2 separate regions of the Canis lupus genome follow, and region 1 is linked to region 2. Evidence: chromatin contacts called from public Hi-C data. All regions are on one chromosome and are shown on one strand. The core of a region is the stretch at or near the end of the contact, and the rest is flanking DNA. Distances in the headings are between cores, read along the strand shown.

What was found. A called contact is a pair of places that touch in the nucleus more often than the background predicts.
Region 1: a contact with region 2 is called in a Hi-C map of blood, with 3 times the contacts expected there. The contact joins the promoter of MYO9B here to the enhancer-like site in region 2.

The regions. Positions count from the first base shown.
Region 1 is chr20:46,006,405-46,011,769 of UU_Cfam_GSD_1.0, forward strand. MYO9B (unconventional myosin-IXb) reads right to left here and starts at 3,758. Exons shown (of 41, transcript XM_038566933.1): 1 at 3,703-3,758. It overlaps HAUS8 (HAUS augmin-like complex subunit 8), which reads left to right and starts at 2,326. Exons shown (of 11, transcript XM_038566934.1): 1 at 2,326-2,505. The coding sequence starts at 2,351.
Region 2 is chr20:45,957,535-45,962,697 of UU_Cfam_GSD_1.0, forward strand. The region is part of intron 3 of MYO9B (unconventional myosin-IXb); the gene reads right to left. Among named protein-coding and RNA genes, the nearest start is that of USE1, 41 kb to the left of the region's middle. Within about 2 kb of position 1,432, at least 2 of the 20 cell types and tissues checked have an H3K27ac peak or open chromatin away from gene starts, as enhancers often do. A contact at or near this core is called in blood, where this site is marked.

The sequences.
Region 1 (5,365 bases), core at 2,508-5,007, 51 kb after region 2:
GGGGCTGCCTGGCACAGTGGGTTGGGGACGCTGGACACACAAAGGGCTGGTGGATGGGGACTGGTTGTGGGGGGAGGGCAATGTCCAGAAGGGGTCGGGCGGCCCCAGAACGTGCTGTTTCCTCTCACGGAGTTAAAACAGCAATGTCTTCGTTGGGGAACAAGCAGAGGAGGACGCGTGAAGAGCCAAAGTTACACAGTCTGTGCTTGAGGACCGGCCAGTGTCTGGGGCCAAGAGGGCGAACAGGAGAAGATAATGTGGCTTCAAGAGCCACACAGATCTGGGGCCACCTCCAAAGTAGCTCTCGAGAGGAGAATCTAATACCTCTAATCTCGGAAGAAAAGCAACAGTTTGTTCTGAGACAAGGGACGGTTCCTGTAGAAATTCAGGTCAGTCGTAATACAAAGAGAAAGACAATGGCATTTGCTGTTCCCGTGAGCAAAGACGGCCTTGGTTCACCTCTTGTTCCTCCGCTGCTGCCCATTCTTGGGGCATGCTAACTCCCCCTCAATCCCTTCCTGATGGTGCCTTCTTTTTTATCAGAACTCTAGATTAAGAACTGACCAGATGGCAGTATTCAGTTGCTAGCTGCTCTTCCCCATGCCTGCCCTTGGCAGCAGTTCCCTGGGAACTGACCAAACACCAAAGACCCACTGAGGCAAAAGTAAGCCTGGGCAACGACCAGATCTCACTACAGAGCAGTGGTTCTTATGCCCCAAGAGACATACAGTCACATCTGGAGACATTTTTTGGTGGTCACGACTCAAGGGGTGTATTCTATTGGTGTCTAGGGGGTGGAGACTCGGGATGCTGCTTGATGGCCTGTAATGTGTGGGACAGCTTCCACAGCAAAAAAAAAAAAGTCCAGCCCCAATGTCGATGGTGCTGCAGTTGAGAAGTTACACTCTGGCAATTTGGTCTTTGCCAATTTGAGGTTACTGATGATCCTTCATCTTTCGGGAAAGCCCAGGGAGCCATCTCTGGAGGCACCACCTGCCTGAGCTTCAGTTTCCATACTGAAAAAAGAACCAGGGCTGCTTGCTGCTGGTTGGCAGAATAAAAGAGATGGGTATAAAAGCACCCATCACAAAGGATGCTCAATAAAGGGCAGAGCTGTGCAGGGATCTGTTCGTGCAATTCCCTCTTCCTGGTTTGATTTAACACCTCCATATCCATCAAAGCCTGAATGGACCTTGCCACCTCTTCCAAGGGAACCTGTCAGAATCCCCCAAGCCCTGAAGCTTGCACTGGTCATCCTTGATTCTGTCTTCACAACTTCCTGCACCACCTCTGAGGCTGCATTGACCACTCACTCTGAATTTCATTATTCCTGTGGCAGTGAGAGCATTAGAATGTTCCTCCTCCAGGGCATGAAGGCTCATCTCTGTCCCCAGGGCCCAGCTCCCAGTACTGGAAGGATCAGTCCTTGCTTTATTGAACTCCTGAGCCCACCCAAGGCACAACTTTGGGGAGACGAGGAAAGGGAAGTGGCAAATTAACAAGCCTCTGTTGGGGAAAGAAAATAGATCACACAGCCAAATTGAGAGGGGACATGCCCAAGTTGCTACCCTCTTCTCTGAGCCAGAGGCCTGGAACTGAGGAGGGCGAGGGGTCTCACTCAGGGATTTCTCACCAGAAAGGTGTAGCTGAACCTTTGTGAACAGGTATAGCGTGCAAAAGCAAACATGGAATTTGTGGAATTTTCCATGTAGAAGATAAAGGACCGGAGGACCAGAGGAATGGTAAAAGAAAGTCATTTTTGGATACAAACTATACAATGGGAACAAAAGCAGGATCCTGCAGCAGGGATTCACAGGTCAGAGGCTACATAAAATACAAGGGAGCTCTGTGCCAGAGATGCTAAGATTTTCAAGAGGGCTTGGGTTCTAAGGTTAAGAAACGCTGACTGAAGCCAACCCATTTATTTAGCAGGTGAAGAAACAGACAAAGAGACTTGACGGAGGTGGGCACCTCTGACAAGAGAGCCTGCCTGGCTGCACTCCTGGTACAGGGAGACAAGGGCCAGGGCCATGCACCCAGAAGATTCCAGTCCTGTTCACTGGAGGGGGGGTAGAGGTGTCCTGCCCTGGGCAAGCCCACACTCAATGTCTGTAGGAGGCATGATTTCAGGCTCTGATCATGTGCCCTGGGGCAAGCAGGGCCAAAAGCCACTTTCCAGAAAGGCCAGAACATTCTGGAAGTAAAGAGAGAAGTTATCTCTCTGTGGCCCTCTTTACATTCAATCTATCCGGATTCATCTCCTGAACAAGCTACAAATGCAGGCCCCCACCCTGGCCCTTCTGGCAGATCCCGGACAAGGATCCCCACGGTTAGGAAAGAAGAGAAATTAATGCCAATTAAAACCGCCCAGTGCAAGGCCCTTGCCAAAGCCGGGCCCAACAGAGGATGGAACAACTTCCCAGCTCAGCTGCCCAAGAGGCCTCCCACTGCTCCTGGATGCCTTAAGAGTCTGCAGATTCCAAGACCAGAATACACCTCAGGAAGGTAGGAGCTGGGACCCTCCAACTGCAAGACACAATGTCCCCAGCAGCTCCTACCTCAGACAAAGAGGTGCAGGAGAGGCTTTCCCTGAAAGACCCCTGGCCTACCCGGCACCTGGAGCGGGGAGAAGGGAGAGCACACCCGCTTGCTGCCCCGTGGCTGCCGGCTGCCCTGCCTCTCCCCGGCTGAGCTCACAGCCGCCGGGGGACAGATTTCCTGTATGTCGTTTTACCCATTTAAGTCCAAGGATGCAACTCCGAGGAGGTGGTGACAGCCTCGCACACGCGAATGTGTGCACACCCCCTCCCTCCCCTCTCAAACCCAGTTCCGGCCCCCGTGAGGTCTGGAGGCTCTTTCCTTGCTCCCTGGAACCCCTGGGCTCCGGAGAGCCCTGTCTTAGGAGGAGAGCGGTGTGGTTTTCTAGTCTGGAATACCAGAATACCAGCCCAGAGGGCACTGGGACTCACCCCAGTTACCCAGCGGTTGGGGGAGTGAAGTTGGAAAACATGAATCCAGAGGAAGGAGGGCCCCCAAATCCCATGGGCTGCCCCCCAACGTTTGTACCGGGCTGCTCTTGTCCCTTGCTCTCCTCCTCAGCCCCCTCTGAACTGGCTCTCAGTGGCCGAGGCTTCTCCTCCTCTCCCATCCCCCATCTCCCCCTTCCCCATTCCGCCGGCCACCACACCAATGGGCTCAGACCTATAGAATCTGAGCACCCACAGAATCCCAGGCGCCTCCCCCGCCCCAGGCACTATTCCACTACCCCTTCAGCCGAGGGCGGTCCTGCACCCCTTCCCCAGGCGCACCCCGGCTAACCCCCCGCCGGCCTTGCCCCACGTCCCCCGGCTGGGCCTCTCAACCCCGCCTCCTCGCCTCTCCCCCTCCCAGCCCCGTTTCCTGCGACCCCTCAACTACCACTAAAGCCACGTCCTCTTCAGAGAAGCCGCTCAAAGCCACAGACCTGCTCCCTCTGCATCCGCGAACTCCCTCGCCGGGCCCGTTCCATCACCCTTCCCCTAGACCGTCCCGCTCCCACTCCGTCTCCAGCAGCCGCTTCACGACCCCCCCAGCTCGTTCCCGCTCGCTCGACCCCAGCCTTCGCGCCTCCCCGTATTCGCCCTCAGCTCCGTACCCTACCAGGCAACCCGCCAACGCGAGCCTCGAGATCGAGCCCCCAACCCTGCGGACGCCGCCACTCACCTGGGCCTCGGCCGCCGCGCGCCGCCGGTCCCGGGCCGGGTCCCTGCCCGGCCGCCCGCCCGCCCGACCGCCCACCGCTGGTCGGGCCGCTCCGCCCCGCCGCGCCCGCCGCTCCCCCGCGCGCTCCCGCTTCCGGGTTCCGGGGGGGCGGGGCGGGGGCGTGACGCCAGCGCGCCGCGGGGCGGGGCGCCGCGAAGACCCGCCCACTCCCAACGGGCTCGGGACGCCGCCTCCTCCCGCTGGTGGGTGAAACCAAACGGGAGGGGAAGACAGGGAGGCGCGCGCGCAGGGGCCGCCCGCTGCACCCGCAGGCACGCTCCCGAGGCCCGCGGCCACCCCTGCTAGGGCGGCGCAGGATGGCCCGGCCCGGGGCGAAGGGGCGGGGACCTGGGCTTGAGGAGCCGGCCTTTGAGTTAAAGGCGGGAAATGGCGGATTCCTCAGGGCGCGGCGCTGGGTGAGTTGGGGCCCCGCGGGTCTGGATTTTGGAGGTGCCGCCCAGTGCGCCATGGCCGGGAACTGGGGGAGGAAGAAGGACGGCAGAGCTGGCGACTGAGCACCTGACCCCTTCGGGACCCACCGAGGGTGCCCGGGCTCTGGGGGGCGGGAGGCGGCCTCTGCGCATGCTCGGCAGCGTGGGCGCGGAACCAGACCTCGAGTCCCCAGTGGTCTGTGTGGGTGCGGGGCGATCCCTGGCTCGCGGCTCAGCCTCTCTGTGCCGTCGCGTTCCTCCACCGCGAAACCCGGCGAATGTCGCCGCGGCTCAACCTTGTAAGGCGCCGGCGAAACTTACAGAGCCCTTAGAACAGTGCGTGGCTCTTGAATGTGATTTGTCGCGATTGCAGCGATTTTATAGCGGACGAGCGCTGGGCCACTGAAGTTACCTCCTTTAATCCTGCCAACCCCTCCTTTCTATGCTTCCCCTTTAAAAATGAGATATGGAGACTCAAAGAGAGAAAGAAGGTCATTTGTCTAGGGTCACACAGCAAGACCAAGACAGACAGACTTTGACCACTTACCCGGTGCCAGGCATGATTCCTGGGCCGGGTTTGTTTTATTTGCTCACTCGGCTGGTGTTTATTGTGCCAGTACAAACAGGTTTAATAGGCCAGGTGAAATCACTTGTGTTTTCTCCAGGGTCAATTACCCTCTCTGTGAGATTGCCATTAGCCTCTTTGAGGTTTGGGGGGAGGTACCTGAGGCTGGTACAGGTGTAGTTAGTGAACCCACCACCCCCATCTGGTTTGACTCCAGAGCCCAGGCTCGGACCCCATAGGGAATCCGTGTTCTGTCCCTTGCCAGCGGTGAGACTTGCCAGGGGTGACCAGTTCAAACACTTGGGTCCTGGTCTGGAAAACGAGGGTAAAGCAGGCCAACAGTGAGGTTATTTGTTGGATTGGGAGGGTTCTGTGAAGAAACAGAGCTGCTGACACCCAGTGAGCCTTTATTTGGTTGGTTGCCTCTCCCCACTATGGCCCAGCACCTGCCTGATTGTCTGAGCCCACTCACCCGGTAGGCCTTGCTCTTCCTTGCCTGGGTCTCACTTGGGGTTCTCAGAACCTGCTACCCAGGAGATGGCTGCAGTGCGCTGAGCAAGGGGACCACAGCTTTGTGACCAGTGGAGCTTGGGTCCTGATGTTGGCAAGGGATACAGCACTCAGGCCC
Region 2 (5,163 bases), core at 182-2,681:
TTGATAGTTTTCTAGAACAGAGTAATTTGTCACAATAAAGCCAGCTGAGGATTAATTTCCTTTGACACAAGGTAAACACAGGTACCTAAATCACCCTTTAGAAATACAATCATCCTGGGGCACCTGGGTGGCTCGTTGGTTAAGCATCTGCCTTTGGCTCATGCTGGCCTGGGATGGAGCCCCGCGCCAGGCTCCCTGCTCAGCAAGGAGTCTGCTTCTGCCCCTCCCTCTCATGCTCTCTCTCTCTCACTTTCTGTCTCAAATAAATAACTAAAATCTTAAAAAAAAAAAAAATCATCCTAAATATCACAGTCAATCTAAATGTGGCAAATATAATCAATCTAAGTGGTCATAAATATAACTACCCTAAATGTCATGTATATAATCAATCACCCCCAAGTGTCGCCTTGTCTTATGACTGCCATCCATAAAAATAAGGAACCTGGAGGGGATCCCTGGGTGGCGCAGCGGTTTAGCACCTGCCTTTGGCCCAGGGCGCGATCCTGGAGACCCGGGGTCGAATCCCACGTCGGGCTCCCGGTGCATGGAGCCTGCTTCTCCCTCTGCCTATGTCTCTGCCTCTCTCTCTCTCTCTCTCTCTCTGTGACTATCATAAATAAATAAAAATTAAAAAAAAAAAGAAAAGGAACCTGGATTGGCCACTTCTGCTCGCCAGACCAGATACGAGTTGATCACTGTTCAGAAGCTTAAGAAGCACCCTGGGGTACCCCCCTCAGGCAGCGGGAACTGGGGCAACTGTACCCATGTGTTCACGGACAACAGGGGAAGGTCGCCCTCTGCATTCACCACCTCCTCAGCCTTTAAATGCTTTTCCCGTTAAAAATCCAAGATAATAGGTTCATTTTTTATTTTTTTTAAAGATTTTATTTATTTATTTGAGAGGGAGACCAAGTGAGCTTTGGGGGTGGGAGGACAGAAGGAGAGGTCTCCCTGCTGAGCAGGGAGGCCAACATGGGGGCTGATCCCAGGACCCTGGGATCAAGATCTGAGCTGAAGAAGGCACTTAACCAACTAGGGCATCCAGGCACCCCTCTATTTTTTTTATAACTTCTTTATTGATATAAACTGCACATATTTAATATAGGCAACGTGGTGAGTCTTTTTTTTTTTTTTTAAGATTTTATTTATTTATTCATGACAGACACAGAGAGAGAGAGGCAGACACAGGCAGAGGGAGAAGCAGGCTCCATGTAGGGAGCCTGATGTGAGACTCGATCCCGGGTCTCCAGGATCAGGCCCTGGGCTGAAGGCAGCGCCAAACCGTTGGGTCACTGGGCTGCCCACGTGGTGAGTCTTGACTGGGTACTTTCCTATTTTGTTCCACCAGCTTTACAAGCTGTCACTGATGCACAGTAAGCTAGAAGTGTGTGAACTGATGAGTTGTGACACATGCAGGCACCTGTGTACCTACCACCATGACCCAGTTTCCTGGGCCCTTAGTCAACCCTCCCTGCCTCTCAACCCCAAGCAGCCACTGATTAGCCCCACCATAGATTAGTTTGCATTGTCTAGAATTTTAAAGAAATACAATCCTTCGGTATATATATATTGTGTCTGCCTTGTCACTCAGCCCAGTGACTCTGAGATTCAGCCCCATTGCAGCATGTATCAGAGCTTCACGCCACAATGTGTTACCCATTCATTAGCTGACGGACATTTGATGGTCAGGCGTCCATGAGGCTGTGTGGGCTCTGGGGCAGGGCCCAGGGACCTCTACAGCTATACTCTCAATGTTAGCAGTAGTAAGGACTATTCTCAGCACTGTTTTGTAGGGATTAAATGCCCTGAATCCTTTCACCCTGGGGGTGGACACTGTGGCTCCAACTGAAAGATGAGATCCTAAAATTGAAGAGGCCACCTGCCACCTGCTGCCTAGGACCCCCCAGGAGGGAAGTAGCCTAGCAGGGACCCCACCCAGTGGGGCTGGAGGGGCTGGTCATTCATGGGTTATACCACCACCACGTGTGGGAGCTGGATAGCTCTGCAGGCTCCCTTCACCTGAGCCCATCCTGTTTTATAGGAAAGGCAGCTGGTACCCGGGGGTAGGGGTAGAGGTGGGTAGGCCTGGGCGACATCCCTGGGCCCCTGGTCCAGGGCTTGCTAGACACCACCTGCCTCTCTCTCCAGGACAGCAGTCGCCTGTCTGCAGACTTGCCTGGGACACATGCAAACAAAACATGCACGGGCGGGTTTCCATGGACTCGGACTGTGTCCTCTCATCTTTCAAACCCATGTTTTTTTTTCTATTCCTTCCCCCAGCTAGTAACTATTTTAGTTGTTGGTGGTTTGTTCTCCTAGGGAGGGAAGCCATATCTGGTTCTAGAATCAGACTCCTGCTGGAAGCTCCACCTGTGGCCAATTCCCTGCGCTGTGTCGGCATAGTGGAGAGGACAGCGACCCCTTACTGGCATTGAGCTGTCATGTGACAATGACAGCCCCTTCCCTTCCCTGATCATTCTTAATGCCAGGACCCTACTGGGGTTTGTAGGGGGCCAGGGATCCCCCGGTACTGAGCCACTGAACCCACAGGAAGACGAGGTCTTGCAAATTGGGGAACTGGAGGAAGACTTGGACTGCCCCTGACCCTTGGCCTCCACAGGAAATGGCATTGAGAAGTGTCACCTCCCCAAAAGCAGAACTGGGTCTGGGCCTGCTCTTCCCCAGCTGGCTGTGACCACTCCCTGGACAGGAAGTGTACCTCCTCATCGAGCGTGGGCAGGCCACATGGTCATGGGCTGAGGTGGGACTTCCTTTCCTGAATCCAAGGCCACAGACAGGACTTTCAAAAGTTGGTCTGTAAGACACAATCACCCGGGACCTCTGGCCCTGAGCTTGATGGGAGCCTGAGGCAGGCAGAACAGGCTGGACCAGTTAGCTGAAGGCCAACACTTGCTGGTACACTGGGTCACATGGTGGCCCCCAGAAGGTATGCCCACTTGGAAGCTGTGAGTTTGACTTTATATGGCAAAAGAGTCTTTGTAGATGTAATTAAGGGAAGGCTCTGGAGATACGAACATCTTCCATGATCAGAGTGGACCCTAAATCCAGGGACAAAGTCCTAAGAAGAAGAACACTGAGTGATGCAGAGAAGACCACGTGATGATGGAAGCTGAGATTGGGGTGATGTGGCCATAAGCCAAGGAAGGCCTGGAGTCACCAGAAGCTGCCAGAGGGCACAAAGAATCCTCTCTTGGAGGCTGTGGAAGGAATGCTGTCCTCCCTACATATTGATTTCAGGCTTTCAACCTTCAATGCTGTGAGACAAGAAATTCCTCCTGCCTTGAGCCCCCCAGTTTGTGGCACTTTTTTATGGAAGCCATAGGACACCAGAGACCACACAGAGGAGCAAGCTGGGAGCAAAGCTCCAGTCTGACCCATGGCTGCAGAGCCATCCCTGGACCCGGGAAAACATGAAGTAGCCTCCTGGCATCTCTGCTCCCATGAGGGAGTTTCCAGGATTGTAGATGGGGTATGATTCTGTGTCATCTGCCCAAGAAGGTACTCTGGGCAACTCCTGCTGGTCAGACGCCCTGCAACAGGGGTAGGCGGTGGCCATGTCTATGCAGATGCCCAGCAGCACTGAGTGATGGGGGGGATCACTGGATGGTCTATGGGCTGAGGGGACAAAGCACAATTGCCATTTATTGGGGATTTCTCACTCATACCACCGCCCGCTGGAGCCTGGGCAGAGAGGCCTGAGGGTTCAAGAAAATAATATCCTGATTCGAGAGAAACAACATTCCTATTTGTGTCTTGAATATACATTGTCATTTGAAATGATCATGAGTCAGGTTAGATGAACAGAAGACCTACATACTCTGGATTCAATCTCCTGCCACTCAAGGACTTCTCCATTCCTGAAATGCCCGAGCCTTCTCCAGGCTCTGTTGCTCGGGTCTCCCCACATGGAACATTTGGGCTACTCAGAGCATCACCTGGAACCGGTGTAAATCCTGCTGCCACGGCAAACCCTTGCACCAGAATGTAGAGGCAGGGATCATCCCCTTGAGTAACCTTGGACTGTGCCAAGGTGCCTTTTTTTTTTTTTTTTAACTGTGAAAGAGTTTTATTGATTCATAAGATTTCTGATTATTAAAAAAAAGTACCCCCCAAAAATACCCAAAACATTATGCAGTATTAAATCACAATTACATTTTTTAACCAACTGTAACTACTCAGAATATATACTTAAAAAAAAAATATTTTGGGGCAGCCCTGGTGGAGCAGCTGTTTAGCGCCGCCTGCAGCCTGGGCTGTGGTCCTGGAGACCCAGGATTGAGTCCCACGTCAGGCTCCCTGCATGGAGCCTGCTTCTCCCTCTGCCTGTGTCTCTGCCTCTCTCTCTCTCTAAAATAAATAAATAAATAAATAAATAAATAAATAAATAAATAAATAAATAAATTTATTTTTAAAAATCCTTAAAAATATATTTTATTTATTTATGAGAGAGAGAGAGAGAGAGAGAGAGAGGGGCAGAGACATAGGCAGAGAAAGAAGCAGGCTCCATGCAGAAAGCCTGATGTGGGACTTGATCCTGGGACTCTAGGATCACGCCCTGGGTCGAAGGCAGGCACTCAACCTCTGAGGCACCCAGGCATCCTGAAAAAATATTTTTTTTAAAGAGAAAGAAATGCTATAGCACCGAATTCTGATATGACCTTATGACTTAAATACTATGACAAAATAGATAATTCCTGAAAACATTAGTTTATTGCACAAAGCTGCCAGACATTCATAAGCATAATCACTGCGCAGAGTGATGAAAACAATTTGAACGTTATATATTTAGTTGAAGTAATTGTGCTTCCACCTAAGGAAATTACATTTCTGCCACAAAAATGTTGATCTGTTTTAACTTTCACCAGACAATCAACTTCACAATTCAGTTACCACCTTTCCATCCACCCATCTACCTAATCCATTCATCCATCCACCCATCCATGAATTCATCAATCTACAAATTCATCCATCTATGAATTTTCCCACCTAGCAACGAATCTATCCATCCACCCACCCACCCGATCCATTAAATTTATTCATCTATGTACCTACCCACCCACAAATCCATCCATCTACCCACCCACCCATGAATTCATCCATCCATCCACTCACGAATCCATCCATTTATCCAGCCACCCACCC